Regions from separate parts of the Mus musculus genome. Here region 1 is linked to region 2. The links are chromatin contacts, called in public Hi-C maps. All regions are on one chromosome and are shown on one strand. Each heading gives the region's core, a stretch centred on a gene start, on an enhancer-like site or on the middle of the called end of the contact. The rest is flanking DNA. Distances are from core to core; before and after follow the strand shown.

What was found. A called contact is a pair of places that touch in the nucleus more often than the background predicts.
Region 1: a contact with region 2 is called in a Hi-C map of B cells, with 5 read pairs. The contact joins the promoter of Prpf3 here to the promoter of Ubap2l in region 2.

The regions. Positions count from the first base shown.
Region 1 is chr3:95,853,192-95,857,974 of GRCm38.p6, reverse strand. It overlaps Prpf3 (pre-mRNA processing factor 3), which reads left to right and starts at 2,090. Exons shown (of 16, transcript NM_001316751.2): 1 at 2,090-2,226; 2 at 4,338-4,531. The coding sequence starts at 4,387.
Region 2 is chr3:90,049,746-90,054,552 of GRCm38.p6, reverse strand. It overlaps Ubap2l (ubiquitin-associated protein 2-like), which reads left to right and starts at 2,038. Exons shown (of 28, transcript NM_001165984.1): 1 at 2,038-2,098. It overlaps 4933434E20Rik (RIKEN cDNA 4933434E20 gene), which reads right to left and starts at 1,751. Exons shown (of 7, transcript NM_025762.3): 1 at 1,434-1,751; 2 at 944-1,045. The coding sequence starts at 1,499.

The sequences.
Region 1 (4,783 bases), core at 841-3,340, 5.8 Mb before region 2:
GACAAGTACTATACTACTGAGCTGAATCCCAAGTTCTGGTCTTCTGTGTTTATGTGCCTGTGGAATCCTGAAAACAACTCCAAGGAGTCAATTTTCTCCTGCTGCCTTAGGGGATCCTGGAAGCAAACTGGTGCCGTTGTAAAACACCTCTACCTACAGAGCAGGCCTTCATCTGAGTTTTGCCAAAACTGCCAAAACTATTCAAACAGGGAAAGGACAGCCTGAGAGCTTGGTTTGGTGGTTCAGGCCTGTAATCTCAGAATTTAAGAGATGGAAGTGAGAATATCAGGAGTTCAAGATCATCTGCATAGTGAGTTTGAGGCCAGCCTGGGCTACGTGAGACTCTGCCTCAAACAAAGCAAATAATAGTATCAGGAAATTGGATATTCATGAGCATAAAAATGAGTTAAAGTTGGGCATAGTGGCACATGCTATAGACTACCAGAAGTACTTTCTCTCTCTCTCTCTTTTTTTTTTTTTTTTTGGTTTTTCGAGACAGGGTTTCTCACCACTGCCCGGCTTTTTTTTTTTTTTAAAGATAAACTTATTTTATTTATACGAGCACACTGTAGCTGTCTTCAGACACACCAAAAGAGGGCATCAGATCCCATTACAGAGCCACTATGTGGTTGCTGGGAATTGAACTCAGGACCTCTGGAAGAGCAGTCAGTGCTCTTAACCACTGAGCCATCTCTCCAGTCCCAGAAGTACTTTCTCTTACCTAACTGCATTTGATGTCCCTTATCTAACCTCTATCCACTACCCCCACCTTTCCCAGAGGAACTGCCATTCCTTAAAAAAAAAAAAAAAAAAAAAAAAAAAGTTTTACATTTTATTTGGGGGATGTGTAGTGGGGAACTTGCCATGGTAGACAAGTATTTATTAAGTACTTAATTGTATGAGTGTTACTGTAAGTATAAGCACTAAGCGTGTGGTGGCTATTCCTGGTTATCTACTTGACTATATTTGGAATGAACTACAATTCAGAATTGGAAGGCTCACCTGTGATCCTAATCTGGAGGCTGAGATATACAATTTCTGACCTGGATCTTGGCACGGAGATCTTGAGGCATAGTGGCTATAAATTCCAGAAAATTAAGACTGGGGGATCTTTGAGTTGAAGGCTTGGTGGCACACACCTTTCATCTGGGCCACACCTTCTGCTGGAGACCTACATAAGGACATTGGAAGAAGGAAGATTCTCTCTCTCTTCTCCACCTGCTTGTCTTGTGGGACTGAGCAACTGCTAGATCCTTGAACTTCCTTTCATAGCTGCTGCTGCCCATTGTTGGGACTTGGACTACAGACTGTAAGTCATCAACAAATCCCCTTACTATACAGAGACTACCCATAAGTTCTATGACTCTAGAGAACCCTGACTAGTACAAAGCCTAAGTTAACTTTTATGAATACGGTAGATGATACTACAAGTACAATAAGGAAAAAAAAAAGAAAAAAGAAAAAAAAAGTGGGACTCTAGAGCGTCAAGTATCAAAATTAAATAGGGCGGCCAGAAAGGCTTCTCTAAGGCTAATTTGAGCACAAACCCGAAGTAGAGTGGAGTGCAAATCTTGTAGTTTTCTTAGTAAAGAGCCATGCAAGGCAGAAAGCGACAAGCGAGAAAGTAGTCTGGTTTCTGAGGCTGAGCTAGCAATTGGAATACTGTTATCCCTAGAGGTTAGGAAGTGAGGCAGGTTTTGGTGTTTCATTGGCGAATGGGAAGCCAGGGGATAGCTCTGAATCTGTTCTTTTTTGTTGCCTGGTCTCTGGTATCGATTTTAAATTAGGGAGGCAAAGTTAAGGGAGGGCAGCTAATGCTAGAGATCACAATTTTTTTTTTTTTAAACTAGAAAGGACACTTTGAGTACGAATGTGGACGTCCTTGCTTTTAGTTCTAAGTGATAATCTTAGCGCACTAACTCTTTGGACCCGAGGGAATGTGATGCCAACCGATTTCTGCTCCGGGAAATAATGCCCGAACTAACGTTGGCATCGCTCCGGGACAACCCGCGGACTAGGCTTTAGGATCCCGCGGCGCGTGCGCCCCGCGGCCGGCACCTTGATACCGCGGCTGCGCAGCTGAGGCCCCGCCTTCCGTAGTCACGTGCCGTAGGGACCGCAGCGTGGCGGTGTGTGGCGGTAGCGACGGCGGGCCGTAGGGCAACCGGAAGGTTTCCGGTTCCGGTGTAACGTTCGGGCTCCGTCTCAGGGGCTGAAGTTTGTGAGGTGAGTAGTGGCCCCGCGCCCGAAAGGCTGTAGCCTTCGGTGCGAGCGGCTGGACAGGGCGGGAGTGCTCGGCGGGAAGCAGGCTGGGAGGACTCCCTGGTTCTGTCCGGGGAAGAAGTCAGAATGGGCTGGCTGAAGGCAAAGGGCGGGGGCGGGAAGCAGCAGGGTGGGCAAACCTGCCCTGAGGTGAGGAGTTAGCGCGGACTCGGTGGGGCCGGGGCCAGGTGGGAAGATAGCAAAGACCGGAGCATGGGGTTCCAGGGGCTTGTAGCGTAGAAAAGTAAGGAATCCCTTCGGAAGATGAGATTCTGCTACCTGCTCATTCAGAAGACAGCGTTCTGCCTCCCTCCCCTTCCCCTTCCCCTTCCCCTCCACCCCCCAGCCCCCCACCGACGCTGACGCCCCCTCGCTATTAGAGTTGAACATCTGGTTAGTGACAACTCTACTGACTGAAACTTTCTTATCCATTGACTGTTTCGTTTGCACATTCGGGTCGAATTTGAAGACATCCATTTGTTAGTATATTTCTTGAGCTTACATCCAATATGCTTAATATGCTTCACCTATTACTCTGGATTTTGAAAATTGCTTAAACTTTCTAGCCTATTATTCAATTGTAGTGGGTTGTAAGTCCCATTAACATGAGGATTCTTGGCTGTTTTGTTCACTGCTGTGTGTGTCCTTACATGCAGTAAGTATTCTGCTTGACAAGAAATAGTAACTTAAGTATTTATTGAATGGAGTGTTATACCAGATGTCTCATTTTCTAAGATAAGTATACTGAGGCTCTCGGGAATTAACTTGCTTTCCTAAGGGCTTATGAATGGTGGTGCTTACTATATTCTATCTTAAATGGGCTTTCTTCTCCACTTTTAGTGCCTGTGGTTGCTTTCTTTTTGATAGGCAGTATACTGCTATCTCATGATGGCCCAAAAAAGCTATCCCAGGATTATTCATAAAAGTTGTCACTGAGAAACAGCCTTCCAGATTCATTCAGATGTATTAAATACTGTGTATTGACAGATCTTATGAGAGAGAAATCTGTCAAGAATGTAGGAGCTAATTAGACTGCATCTTTTTTTTTTTTTTTTTTTTTTTATGACAAGGTCTCATGTAGCCACCGGTGATGTTGAACTCTGTAGCCAAGGCTGGACTTGAACTCCTGATTCCCCTTGTGCTGGGATCACAGGCTTGTATGATCATTCTGAGGTTGCATTTTTTAGATGTCTTTAAACATCTTGAAAGAGTAATTCCCAGATCATACTAAGATGCATGGCAGTGCTAAGAGGAGGTCTTATGGGAAGTTGAGGTCGGTGCAGTCAATAGATTGACATGCAGCCATTAGGAAGAAAATCAGAAATTAAGTTATCTTTATGCTGGTGAAGATGTTGAGATTTAAGATTACCCAAATGTAAGCATGAATAGTGTTGAAATTTTTCTCCAACTGTGTTAAGTAATAAAAAAATCATGTTGGTGTATAGAATACTTACCAGCATGAATAAAACTACAGAGAAAGGTGACAGCATTCTTAAGGATTATGAGATTTAACACAGGAGGACTGACTTGAATAAACCCTCTTCTTTGAATCCGTTAGACAAGTTTTAGGTCAAAGTTAGGTTAGAGAATGGCTTCCAGAGCAGAAGTTGACTTCTAGATTGACTCTTCAGATGTTCTGTTTGCCAGTCTTTTGTGTGACAGGGTCAGAGTTAGAACCCATTCCTCAGATTACGTTATTCCTAGTTTGTTCATTCTTTAGATAGCAATGATGACTGATGCTGAGTTAGAATTAAAATATCAAATGAGTGGGGCATGGTTGTATGCTCCTAGAATTTCTCACTGGGCAAGTGGAGACAGGAGAGTTGCCAAGTGTTGAGTTCTGTATGAGCTACATTGTAAGACCGTATCTCAAAAAAAAAAAAAAACAAAAACAAAAACTAATGGACCCCTTCCTTCTGTTTTGAAGCTTGGTTTTAGGGAATGTATTTCCCTTCATATGAAGTGGAGAGATGTGCTTGGGGTTGAAAATAGGAATGGGGAAAAGCACTCTTATTATGCTATTATCTTGATTGTTTTGTTTTCCTTTTCTCTGACTCTTGCTTGGTTTCTTTTAGGTGTAGTTTTTTTGTCCCATTGGAGCTCTCATTCTCCATTTTCTCCGAAATGGCGCTGTCTAAGCGGGAGCTGGATGAGCTGAAGCCATGGATAGAGAAGACGGTGAAGAGAGTGCTGGGCTTCTCAGAGCCCACAGTGGTCACTGCAGCCTTGAACTGTGTGGGGAAGGGCATGGACAAAAAGAAGGCGGCTGGTGTGTACCTCTCTCACTCTTCTGACGTATAGTGATTCCAAACACTGATTTGAACTTCCCCAGGTTGTCCCTGTTAGGAGCATTAAAGGAAAGGTGGTGCTAGCCCCCTTCTCCTTTTGTTATTTGCTTGTTTTGAGACAAGGTCTCCTGTGTAGTTGTGTCTGACTTGGAACTCCTTAGAGATCCACCATCCTCTGCCTCCTGAGTGCAGGGGTTAACAGTGTGCACCACTCCCTCCTCCCCCTTTTTTAT
Region 2 (4,807 bases), core at 789-3,288:
TCTCATTATGGGTGGTTGTGAGCCACCATGTGGTTTCTGGGATTTGAACTCAGGACCTTCGAAAGAGCAGTCAATGCTCTTGCCCGCTGAGCCATCTCGCCAGCCCAGAAGACATTTTTCTTAAAGCCAAGAAAAGCAAAGCACTTAAGGAGAAAGTTTAGACACTACTAGATTATTTACTTTTACTATTCTTTTTTTGGTTTTTCATGTCAAGGTTTTTCTACATTGCCCTGGCTGTCCTGAACTAGCTCTGTAGACTTGGTTGGCCTCAGAGATCCACCTGTCTCTGCCTGAGTGCTGGGATTAAAGGTATGCTCTACCAAGCCCAGCACGATTATTTAATTTGTGGACGCAGTCTGATGTGGCACATTATCTTGGTAATCTCATTACTTGTACTGTCCTTGCAGGAGGGCTGCTTTGAGGTTCCGTGGTGAGAGTTATTGGGTTACAATTGGGTGTTCAGTATGTCTCAAAATACAAAACAAAGAACAATAACAACATTAAAAAGTTGTTAGGTAATTTCTTTCTTTGGCTTTAGGTTTGACTTGAAAAGTATAACTAGGTGATTATTGCCCCGCCCCTTGCTTTCAGCAGTGTCAAGGATTAAACCCAGTCGTCTGCATTCTAAGCAAGCACAATGGGCATCTTTAAAATTCTGCAAAGGCAACCATTCTCACAACGCTGGAACCAACTGTAAGTGTTCTCAGCATCATGCTTAAACTAAAGCAACATGAAATATTTAGTAATTTTAGTTGAAGATGAGACATTTTACAGCTGAATTGGTTTAAATCTTAAGGTACATGTTGTGGAGCAGCAGTGAGCAGGAAGTTATTGCTTAGACTGTGGAATGAAAGGAAGCATATGAATAAAAGTCTTCTTTTAAAGTCCGAGAAAAATCTCCTTGTGCCAAAGAACAGGTTTACCTTGCATTCTAGTGACCTACCTTGGGGGCATTGTGTCCTACAGGAACATGAGGTCCCCTTCTAGATTTCATTGCAAAGCGCATGATTTGTCTCTTCACAAAAATAAACAGCAGTACGAATACCTGCCCAAAGAGATTAGAGCCATTTTAGTAATAGCAATAATTTTTTAAAATGTTCACTTTCAAAATCCCTGGGTTTAGGCCTTCAGAGCTGGATGCTTTGGGGCGAAGCCGGGTCGCTAAGGACGGAGGTGGGTCAGGGGCTAGTAACGGAGAGGCATGTTAATCTGGGCTCTAGAATTTAAGAGGGAGGGTTCTTACTTAGAGCCAGGCAGCTTTGACTTAAAGATCTCAGACTGTCTACGGATACAATTCGGAAGTCCAGAAACAAAACAAGTTAAGTGGCTGAAGAACAAAGACAGAACGGCTCAGGAGCCTTCTTTTCAGGAGTCCGGCTCAGAGGGTCGGGACTCAGACAAATGCCACAAGAGGAAGAGAATGGGGATCTCACCAGGCTCCCGTACGCCATCACCAGCACGACATTCACTCCAGAAAGCCAGTTACTACTAGACGCCATCGCCTCTCTCTCCGGGAACACCTGCTAGGACAGTCCCGCCGCGCTCGCGCGTTAGCCCAGGCTCTGCCGAAGCCAGGGAACCTAGGTTCCCTGGAGCTCTCCGAACATTTCCATATGGTTTTCGATTAAAAAAAAAAAAAAAAAAAAAACCAGGCTAGAGTCCGTCAGAAAACATGGTGGATGGGGGCGCTAGTTAAGCATCGGACCTTCCCGTCCCATTTCCCCACCCCCACCCCCTCCGCCACGTGACTTATGTCCGCAAAGGTACCTGGGAGTGCGGAGACGCGGAACTACGCCAGTAAGAGGAAGCCGAGACCTTACTGGAGTCACGTGATGGAGGCGGATCCGTGCGGGGCGGGGCGGGGGCGGGGCGGGCGCGCGGAACTCAAGAGCAGTGTTTCGTGGCGGGGAGGCGCGCGCACGCTGACGTGCGCGGCCCTTTCGCGTCACGTGCTGAGGGACGCAGGAAGGCAAGTGGGAGGGGGAAGGCGCGAGAGCGAGCGCGAGAGGGAAAAGGAGGGAGGGGGTGGGGAGGAGGGAATCTTATATCACGTGACAGGGGCGGCGCGGCCCGGGGTGTCAGTGTGGAGGAGACTGAGGTAAAGTTGGGAGCGCAGCGGCGTTGGCGGCGGCGGCGGCGGCAGCGGCAACGCGGCGGGGCCGGGTATTGTCCGCGGCCCCTTTAAATCCGCGATCCCCTTTTTACCCTCCCTTCTTTTCCTCTGTCCCCTCCGTATTCCTGTCCCGCGGTAGGCCCCCCCCACGCCGTGTGTCTCCCCACTGTACACCCTCCCTTCTGGTCTTGGGAACCCGGGCGTCCAACCTCCCCACCTCGAATTGGCCGCCGGGGGTTTTGTTTATAGTTGGGTTCGCGGCCTACTGGGCCGCGCCAGAGCCGGGGCCTCGATTTGGGAGCGTGGCCGGGGCGGGGCTTGGGGCAGCCGGAGGGGGGGGGCATGTGGCTAGAGCCTGAAGGGGGAGAGCGAGAAAGAGCGCGGGCGAGCGAGGCCTGGGCCCAGCCTGAGGTAGGGTTGTTTAGGAGGGTCAGTGTCTTGTGGAGAAGGCCTCCTCCCTCCCCAGTCCTCTCTGGGCCTCTGATCCGGATCCGGCCTGGTTTTGGGGGCGGAGGGGGGGTGGCGATGGGGTGGAGCTGCCCCAAACTCCCCCATGTGGCCCTCGGTTTGGAGTGCGGAGGATTAATTTGTTCCGGGTGGGAGGTAGAGAAGCGAATGGCCCCATGGGCTCTAGATGTGGCGCGGAGGGGGGTGAGTCTCCCATCCTCCGCGCGTGGGCTTCTGTCCTCTCTGTTCATTTCCAGCCTCTTTGTCAGCTCCTCTTATTACCCTGCCTTCTTTCTTACCGACCCTGGTCGTGGAATATATTTTCGCTGCAGTCTTTGACTTCCTGTTGTCTATACTGTAGTTTTGGCTACCCAAGCAGTTATCTTATTTGGGAAGCTGGACATGGAGGCCCCCGTGGATTGTGTTGCGCCTAAGGGATGTCACTAGACTGGGCATTTGTTCATTTTTCTCATAATGGGAATGGAATTCCAAATTTCTTGAGACCCTTCACCTGGTGGACAGCCCCTAAATTGTTTTGCAAAGTGATGTCACAAACAAGAGACTGTTTTCCACGATTCTTAAAATTTAGCAACCTCTGGTGTAGGTTGTTGTGGAAAGAAAAAACAGTTAAAGGCGATTTTGTTAAATTTGTTTTTGCCTTTGACTCACTGACTACTAAATGGAGAGATTATTTTTTGTCTCCACCTCCCATATTCTGCGTTGGGGATATCTGCTGTGTCTTGCTGGGAGGGGGGTATGAGTCAGTTTGACAACCAGCATTAGAGATTAAAATATTTGGATGTGTATCTGTTGATAAGACTGTGTTGTGGGTCCTATACCACTGTCTTTAATTATAGATCATCCCAGTGATTGTTTCTGTTGTGAATGGGAGATACTGCTGTCATGTAAAATAGTGAGGAAGGGCTAAATGTACTGGCTTTCCCCAGTGTTTCTAACTGGGAAGACTCCTATTAGATTGAAGGTGGTTGGGGAATGGGACACAGGTCTAGGAAAATTAGTTTCTCTGTTAGAAGTGGTAAGCCTTACCCATCCCAGTCCAACTTCAGAATGTCTGAATTGTTTCTCACATTAGATTGTAAGCTCCCTGAGAGCAGCAACTAAGTCACACTGCTTTTGTATTTCCTGAAGGATTGGACAAGTAGTAGATTCTCAATAAATACTTATTGTTTATTTTTTTCAGTAAAATTTCTCTGGCTATTTTTTTAAGTAGCTGGCTTTCAAAATGTAGTCAAGGGCACTTCTTTGTTGAAACCTGTACTTGTTCTGTAGTGTTCCCTTGGTTTCCAATACTTCTTTCTCATCCCACTTCCCTTAAGTACTTAGGTTTTCTATGAGTTCACAAAACAAGGCCACTCACTTTCACTGTATAACTCTAGGTATTCATCTTTGTTTGCTACTAAAATGTACTAATTCTGTGCCCTTAAGTGGTTTGCCCAGATTATTTACTTTTGACCTGTTGCTCATTGTTACTAATGAGGGGGTTAAATTTTTCTTAGTTACACATTTCAAAGTATTTCCAAAGAGGGAAATGGAAGTTAAAAGCAAGACTGATTAAAAAGATTTTTTTTTCTGGCTAGTTACATATCTTTCAATATGACTATATTTACATCTAACTTGTAAAATGTGCAGTGATCTATACAACTAATCTTACAGCTTATATTTATGGTATAATTCTTAAAAATTCATATACATGGAATAGAAACCATATAGCATTTTTAAACCACAGGAACAGGAGTAGGTTGGGATTGACTATCTTATAGCTAATTTTAAAACATAATTTTTCCTCTAGCTCTTCTCCCCCAACTATTGCTGTTTTGGATCCACCAGTACTTAGTTAAACAACACTTGTATTTTTGTAAATTAAGTATTGAAACAACTATAATGTTAGCTTGGGAAAGTGACCTAATACTATACTATTTACAGGTCTTTGTACATGTATGTTGGGGAAGAGGTACTGGTTAAAAATTAGTGCTGTGCCTGTTAAAACCTAAATTGGCGATGAGGAATGAAGTAGAAGTCTTTGTTCTTAATAACCACATCAAAAACAAAGACTTGTGCAACCTATTGACACTCCTTGGTGAAAAGCCAGCTTTTTTTCTGTGTTATCCAAGAAATGGGTGAAGTTCATGTCTCCACTTAATCCTTGCATATTTCTTTAGAACTCTCCTGACCTCAAAATTCAGTGTCTGCTGGGCAGTCTAGAATTACCTTGTATAACGTTTCGTT